2 separate regions of the Mus musculus genome follow, and region 2 is linked to region 1. Evidence: chromatin contacts called from public promoter capture Hi-C data. All regions are on one chromosome and are shown on one strand. Each heading gives the region's core, a stretch centred on a gene start, on an enhancer-like site or on the middle of the called end of the contact. The rest is flanking DNA. Distances are from core to core; before and after follow the strand shown. Region 1 overlaps Txnrd2 (thioredoxin reductase 2). Region 2 overlaps Gm41429 (a long non-coding RNA gene).

The links. Promoter capture Hi-C pulls out the DNA fragments that hold promoters and counts their contacts.
Region 2: a contact with region 1 is called in a promoter capture Hi-C map of liver, with 2.0 times the contacts expected there. The contact joins two enhancer-like sites. A contact is called at or near these places in 1 of 39 promoter capture datasets (liver) and 1 of 9 other capture datasets (embryonic stem cells).

The regions. Positions count from the first base shown.
Region 1 is chr16:18,430,798-18,434,992 of GRCm38.p6, forward strand. The region is part of intron 2 of Txnrd2 (thioredoxin reductase 2); the gene reads left to right. Among named protein-coding and RNA genes, the nearest start is that of Comt, 6.2 kb to the left of the region's middle. Within about 2 kb of position 2,939, at least 14 of the 459 cell types and tissues checked have an H3K27ac peak or open chromatin away from gene starts, as enhancers often do. A contact at or near this core is called in liver, where this site is marked.
Region 2 is chr16:18,715,792-18,719,650 of GRCm38.p6, forward strand. It overlaps Gm41429 (a long non-coding RNA gene), which reads left to right. Exons shown (of 3, transcript XR_875944.2): 2 at 1,602-1,718; 3 at 2,357-3,203. Among named protein-coding and RNA genes, the nearest start is that of Gm41428, 14 kb to the right of the region's middle. Within about 2 kb of position 2,465, at least 7 of the 459 cell types and tissues checked have an H3K27ac peak or open chromatin away from gene starts, as enhancers often do. A contact at or near this core is called in liver, where this site is marked.

The DNA of each region.
Region 1 (4,195 bases), core at 1,689-4,188:
ACCTCTGCCTACTGAGTACTGGGGCTAAAGGCACATGCCACTGCCACCTGGCTTTGATTTAGGTCCTGGATGCCGGCAGTCTGACGGTCAAAAAATCAGCAGGTTTGGCTCCTTCTGACTTCTTTCCTTGGCTTTTAGGTGGTGTCTCTCATGTCTTCATGGGGACTTCCCTGAATCCTAATCTCTCCTTACAGCAAGCACACCAGTCAGTTGGCTGACGGACCACCCTGTAACCTCATTCAACTTTATCTCCAAATATAGCTGTGTATTTGTGTCTCTGCGGCTCTGTCTCATACTCTTTGGTACTGAGGGTTATGACTAACATGGATTTTAGCAGGAAGAATACAGTTCGGCCCATCACTCTTCCCAGCTCCCTTTCCCCTTGGTTTGGTTTCTGTGGGACAGATTCTGACGTGGATGACCTAGAACTTGCTCGATAGCCGAGTCTGACCTCGAACTCCTGATCCTTCTGCCTCGCCTTCCCAGGTGCTTACATTACAGATGTGAGCCCCCATGCCCAGCTTTGAATGCGTGCGTGGAATTCTCTAGGGAAACTGGAGCAGCTGGGTATATGGTGTATTTCTTTTGGGGATTTCCTCCCCGTCCATTTTCTCAGCAATATTTTGTAGCTTGTTCTCTCCCCCACCCCCATCTCTTTATTTATTTTTCTTCCCCCTCCCCACTTGCTCCAGGCCCCTCTTGCTCCAGCCCCATTTGCTCTGGCCCATAGTTTTTTTGTTTTTTGTTTTGTTTCTCATTAGGAATGGTTGTGAGCCACCATGTGGTTGCTGGGATTTGAACTCATGACCTCTGGAAGGCCGGTCAGTGCTCTTAACCACTGAAACATCTCACCAGCCTTTTTTTTTTTTTTTTTTTTAAGATTTTTGGTTTGGTTTGGTTTGGTTTGGTTTTGGTTTTTTCGAGACAGGGTTTCTCTGTGTAGCCCTGGCTGTCCTAGAACTCACTCTATAGACCAGGCTGGCCTCGAACTCAGAAATCCTCCTGCCTCTGCCTCCCAAGTGCTGGGATTAAAGGTGCGCACCACCACCACTGCCTGGCTTCATCAGCCTTTTTTCTCTTTATTTATCAAGAATCTTTTTTGAGATGTTGGAAGATGTTGGAAAGCTGGCTCCATGCTGAAAAGCACTGGCTGCTGTTGCAGAGGACCTGGATTTGGTTCCCAGCACCTGTCAGGCAGCTTGCAACTCTCTGTAACTCTAGTCACAAGGGATTCAGTATCCTCTTCTAGCCATGAGGTGCACACACATACACATAGAACAATTATATATATATATATATATTTTTTTTTTTTTTTCTGTCCCCGGATGTGGAGCCTGGTCTACAGAGCAAGTTCCAGGACAGCCAGGTGTAGTAGTGCACACTTTTAATCCCAGCACTCGGGAAGCAGAGGCAGCTATATCTTTGTGAATTAAAGACCAATCTAGCCTACATAGTGAGTTCAGAGGCAACCAGAACTACAAACTACATAATAGAGAGACTGTATTTTTAAAAAAACCCACAAATAAAGATAAAAATAAAATTGTTTTGAGACAGAGTTCAATTATGTAGCTCAGGCTGACCCCAGATTCTCAGTCCTTCCGCCCACACCTCTCAAGTGCTTTGGTTTCAGGCAATCACCTCATTGTTTTGTTTTTTATTCTTCTCTCGTATATTGCATTCTGGCTGCAGTTTCCCCTCCCCTCCCCCAGCATCCCCGACTCCACCCACTTACAGTTTTTAGTGTGTAAATTTCTAGCTTGTTTCCTATTGCCATGCTAAGACATCTAACCAAAAGCCACTTAGCAGGTGGGGGTGGAGAGATGGCTCAGCGGTTAGGAGCACTGACTGGTCCTGAGTTCAAATCCCAGCAACCACATGGTGTCTCACAACCATCTGTAATAAGATCTGATGCCCTCTTCTGGTGTGTCTGAAGACAGCTACAGTGTACTCACATAAAATAGATAATTAATTTAGAAAACAAAACAAAAGCCACTTGGGGCTGGCTTGTGCTTCCTTGTTAACCTTCATCACTGAGGACAGGAGGTCAAGGCAGGAACCTGGAGGCAGGAAGTAGAACAGAGCCGTTGAGGAACATTGCTTACTTGGTGACTCCCCTGGCTTTCTTTTATTTTAAATTTTTATTTATTTATATATTTTTTCGAGACAGGGTTTCTCTGTGTAGCCTTGGCTGTCCTGGAACTCACTCTGTAGACCAGGCTGGCCTCGAACTCAGAAATCCACCTGCCTCTGCCTCCCAAATGCTGGGATTAAAGGCATGCACCACCACGCCCAGCTTTGTTGTTTTTTTTTTTTTTGTTTGGTTGGTTGTTTTCCTGGTTTTTATAAGAAACCATTAGACCTCCTGGCTAGGGATGACACCACCCACAGTGGGCTGGTCCCTTCCATATCAATTACTAATCAATAAAATACCCTCACAGACTTGTGAAAATACCCTACAGGCCAGTCTGATGGAGGCATTTTCTCAATTGAGGTTCCCTCTTCCCAGCTTTTATAAAGTTGACAAAAGCTAACCAGTATAATTGATGCTTTGTCATTCTGATACATGAAGATATCACTATTAAGCCATAAACTTCCCTTCTCTGTTTATCTCCAAGATCACAGGTTAATATCACAAGGTCAAAATCAATACAGAGTTAAAAGCTCCACAGTCTTTAAAAATGCCAATACTTTAAAAGTCCAAGTTCTTTTTAAAAAATCCAATAATTCTTTGAAAGTTCAAAGTCTTTCAACTTTAGGCTCCTGTAAAATGAAAGTTACATACTCATTCCAAGAGGGAGGAACCAGGGCACAGTTACAATTAGATCAAAGCAAAACCGACATCAAGCAGTATAAATTAAATCCTGTAGCTCATTGCCCAAGGTCTGCTCACTCATGATCTTTGGACTCCAAAGGCCTTACACAGCTCCACCTCTCCATCTCTGCCCTCCACAGCACACATAGGCCTTCTCGTAGGCGCTGGCCAGCTCCACATCACAGTTGCGTTGTCCTTGCTGGTCATCCTGTGGTCCTGGCATCTCCAGTATGCTAAGGCATTCACTACAAGTGAGGCTGACCCTCACTAATGGTCTCCTGGTTTCTCTGCAGAGACGCTGACCCTGCCACATGGTGCCAAGGCTCAACTTCTCCCCATGACTCCTTCAGTCCTGCAGCTTACATATCCCCCAAACCAGTACTCTGTGGCCTACTCTTATACATTACCAAGTTTGGCTGCCAGTTTGAGATGTAGCCTTGAACCCTCTGGACTATAGCCTCCTGGAAGAGTTTTGCTGGTTAATGGTTTCTTTTTTTTGTTTTGTTTTGTTTTGGTTTTTTGTTGTTTTGGTTTTTCGAGACAGGGTTTCTCTGTATAGCCCTGGCTGTCCTGGAACTCACTCTGTAGACCAGGCTGGCTTCGAACTCAGAAATCTGCCTGCCTCTGCCTCCCGAGTGCTGGGATTAAAGGCGTGCGCCACCACGCCCCGCTTTTTTTTTTGTTTTGTTTTTGTTTTTGTTTTTGTTTTTTCGAGACAGGGATTCTCTGTGTAGCCCTGGCTGTCCTGGAACTCACTCTGTAGACCATGGTGTAGGTTTCTTAATTGACGCTAATTTCTCAGCTTCAGCTGACCAGTGTCCCAAAGGTTTCACTTCAGCAGGGCTAGTCTCTCTCTTTTTTTTTTTTAATTTATTTATTATATGTTAAGTACACTGCAGCTGTCTTCAGACACTTTTTTTTTCCTTCTCACTCTGGCCCCATTGCCTTGCTGTAGCTGTCTTCAGACACCCCAGAAGAGGGTATCAGATCTCATAACAGATGGTTGTGAGCCATCATGTGGTTGCTGGGATTCGAACTCATGACCTTCGGAAGAGCAATCGGGGCTCTTAACTGCTGAGCCATCTCTCCAGTCCCCAGGGCTAGTGTCTTAGTCAAAGCTGATGCTTCATCTCCAGCTGACCAGAAACCATAGTCTTAATTCAAATATACCACAAGAATAACCCCACTAGTTGTCCTTCTGAAACGTCACAGACCAGGCCTCCATCATCTGCATTTCTCTCCATGTTCTCCTTCCAAGCCTCCACAGAACAGCCATGTAAGCTCTGAGCACTCAATGGCTTTTCTAGCCTAAAGCTTCAAACGCTGCCACAGTCCTCCCAAAACAACGTGGTTAGGCCCTCACAGCAACACCTCATAGCCCTC
Region 2 (3,859 bases), core at 1,215-3,714, 280 kb after region 1:
ATGTATTCATATGCTGATTTCTGTGCCCAGATATCTGGTTGCAGTCTGGACTTGACATTGTCATTATTATTGAAGTATCTCCTCTCTCAACATTGTGTAAGACTTGTTTTCCATCACCTCTGATTGGCGAATAAAGAGCTGATCAGTCAATAGCGAGGCAGGACAGAATAAGATGGTACTTCCGATCCCAGTGGGGTTGGGGGTAGAGAAACAACTCACCTTGGGTCACTATGAGAGAGTCACCCTGTGGAGGGGATGGATGGAGCAGGAGTAGCCAGAGCCAGCCTACCATGGCAGGTAACACCCATGGCTGGGAAGCTGCTGAGAAGTAGGCCAAGCCAGCATGGTCTGGTTAGAATAGACAAGAACTCTGCCAAGCTACAGTGCAAGAAGCTTACATCCAAAATACCAGGTCTCTGTGTCATTATTTCAGAACAGGGTAGCATTAGAAAAGCCCCAAACATTTACACAGCTACCTTACCTGGGAGGGAAGACACACTCAGGCACACACAGGCATTGATGAAATAGGTAAATTCATACTCAGAATTCTAACCGTGTAATACAGGTAGCAGAGGTATCCAACAGGGGTAGCCTGAGAACCTTTGTCTGATGGGTACCCTCCTGGGTCTTAACAGCTTCTAGACCCACATCTCCGTCCTCATGCTCTTTGACCCTCTCACCTGCTTCAGTCTGTCTATGGTGCTAGGACAGCCACTGTGGTAGAATCTCCAGTCTCACTTTTAAGGGGATCAGGATCTTAGACCCAAGCTGTTGAGTTGGTTTCTGTGCTGGTTTTCTTGCTCACAAATGGGGATGAAATATCTATGCATCTTGTGGATGCTTGTAGGGATGGAAGACCACACAGTAAAATAGAGGCTGAGTCTAGACCTAGGCGTGACTCCACCTAGGTCAGGGGTCAGCTAAACCAGCTTCCTAAGGGGGTCTATGTTGTAAGCCAAAAACAAAGGGGTGTGGAATGCCAGAGTGGTGGGTTCTGGGTGTTGGCAGTTATAGGACACTGGGTGGAGACACTGCTCTACACTGTCATTTGCAGCCCATGTAGATCTCAGAGTTCTCCACTCAGGCAGGAGTCTTGACTTTGCAACAGAAACGCTGTCAAGATGAATCAAAGGGTTGGAGTACAGCAAGAAAATATTTCAGGGGCTGGGGAAATGGCTGAGTGGGCAGAGTACTTGCTGCTTAGGCACAAGAACCTGAGTACGAATCTCCAACACAGGTATAAAAAGCTAGGCATGATTTCACTGGGGTAATCTGACTGTGAGGTGTGGAGACAGGAGGATGGCTGGGACTTGCTGGCTGCCAGCCTAGATTCAAGGTGAGATTCTGCCTCAAGAGAGTGAGGCAGAGAATGAGGGAACCAGGAAGTCCTCCTCTGCCCCCACCCCATATGATTATTGGTGGTTGTTACATGTAAAAGAGCTGCTAAGGAACCTCTTTTTTACTTCAGTGTGTGTGTGTGTGTGTGTGTGTGTGTGTGTGTGTGTGAGCGCGTGCGTGCACACATTGTGACACACAGGTCTCTGGAGGTCAGAGGACAATTTCCAGCAGTTGATATTCTCTCTCCATCATGTGATCCCCAGAGACTGAACACTAGTTTCCAGGCTCAATGGCAAGTACTCTCACCTGATAAATGCCCCCACCCCACCCCACAGCATCAAGTGATATCAGTGGCTGTTTCCTGAGATGCAGTTGATCAGGTAAGACCCATAAAGGAATCATGGTATGTTTTTAGAGCTGGGGGCACAGCTCACTGGTAAAGTGCTTGCCTACTGAACAAAACACTCTGAGTGTGATCTCTAGCCTGGCACAACTGACCAGTGTTATCACAGCTGTGATACTAGCAGCCAGGAGGTGAAGGTGAGAATATTGGAAGTTCAAGGCCATCCTCAGTTACTAGAGAGTTTACCACCAGCCTGGACTCTGTCTTACAAAACCAGAGACAGAAGGAAGTGAGGACAGAAGGAAAGGAGGGAGCAAGCCCTCCTTCAGCATTTCCTAGTGATGATGAAGGGCTTGTGGCAATGGATGGTGAGAAGGACAGCTCACCCACGCCACAAAAAGGGGCTGGGACACAGCTTAGTCACAGAGCATTTGCCTTGCATGCATGGGACTCCAGCTTCCATTTCCAACACCTTGATAACAATATAAACTTGATATGACAGATATTTTAGCATATTCTTTTTAACAAAGGAAAATTTACCTAGGGGAAAAAATAAAATCTGAAGAAGTAGAAAAATAAAAATCTGGGAGCCCTTCCAAGGCCATCCTTGGCTTTTGCTTCCCTAGCCAGGAAATGTGCAAGTTTGATTTGATTTATTCTGTTCCATCTTATCAGCACTTCCAAAGAAGCAGAAACAAGCAATTGTAACTCTCACAGCAACCCGGCAAAGATGAACAGAAGATAAGAGCTGGGGTGGCCTCCAGCACACTTCCTGTTGGCCGGACCTGTAGCAGGGCAAACAGGGAGGCTCCTGCTGTGTCTCAGTGAGACAGGACACAGTCATCCTGGACCTGGACAGGAAAGTGACCCAGTGACCCTTGGAAGTTTAAGTCCAGGTGTTATGGCCCATCTTCCTACCATGTCAAGTCAGACAGCACCTGAGTCCTCCCAGCTGTGCTCCTGAAGGAAGACACGGGCATGCTCTGTTAAGTTTGAGCTTGTGGCACCATGACACTGGACACTCTTTTGCCAAATTGCTACGCTGTTGGATCCCTTTCAGACAGAGCTATTTCAAATAAGAATGCTGAGCTAGAACAACACGAACGACCCGGTGTATAGCCTTGCTCCTTCCCCAGATACGGACCTGGATCTTTCTGGAATCTTACAAACATGATCTCTTCATTTACAGTAACAAAACCAAACGAACACCTTAACTTTTCCTGCAACCTGTGACCCAGGGCTTTACTCCAGCTGTGATCACATCTGTTCTATGAACTACTTTATATCATCCAAGGTAGACTATACACAAGACTATTGTAAAGACACTGAAACGTGACTCTCTGGAGAAGTCCACACACTCACCCCGGGTGTGTTTGAACCTTTCCTGAAGTGTCTCTATTAACCTCTGTATTAAAATCTAGGCTAAGGTCTCTTCTCAAAAACTCCACCTCAGCCTCGTACTGACTTGTCTTGAAATTGTTTTGGGACTGGAGAGATGGCCCAGTGGTTAAGAGCACTAAGTGCTCTTCCGAAGGTCCTGAGTACAAATCCTAGAAACCACATGGTGGCTCACAACCATCTGTAACAAGATCTGATGTCCTCTTCTGGCGTGTCTGAAGACAGCTACAGTGTACTTACATATGATAAATAAATAAATCTTTAAAAAAATTTTTTTTCTTTGTCAAAGTCAAGGATCCTGGCTTCAACTAAGTGTACATCTCTGAAAAGAACTCAGGCTCGAGAAAAGTAGACACAGGGTCCCATCCCTAACTAAGAAGCTATTTGCAGTAGATACCTACTTGAAAAGGGGAAAATAACTTTTTTTAAACGGGTTGTAGGGCTGGAGAGATGGCTCAGGGGTTAAGAATACTAGCAGCTTTTCCAGAGGTTCTGAGTTCAATTCCCAGCAGCCACATGGTGGCTCACAACCATTTGTAACGAGATCAGATGCCCTCTTCTGTTTCTGAAGACAGTGACAATGTGCTCGTATACATAAAATAAAATAAAATAAAATAAAATAAAATAAAATAAATCTTTTTAAAAAGAATGGAGTGTAGGCTCCATGGCCAGGAGTAGTTGGCCAATACAATTAACTCTATGGTGTGAGTGTGTGTGTAAAATTTCATTTTGTTTTGGCATTTATTATTGTCTCATTTATTTGTTTGTTTGTTACTTTCT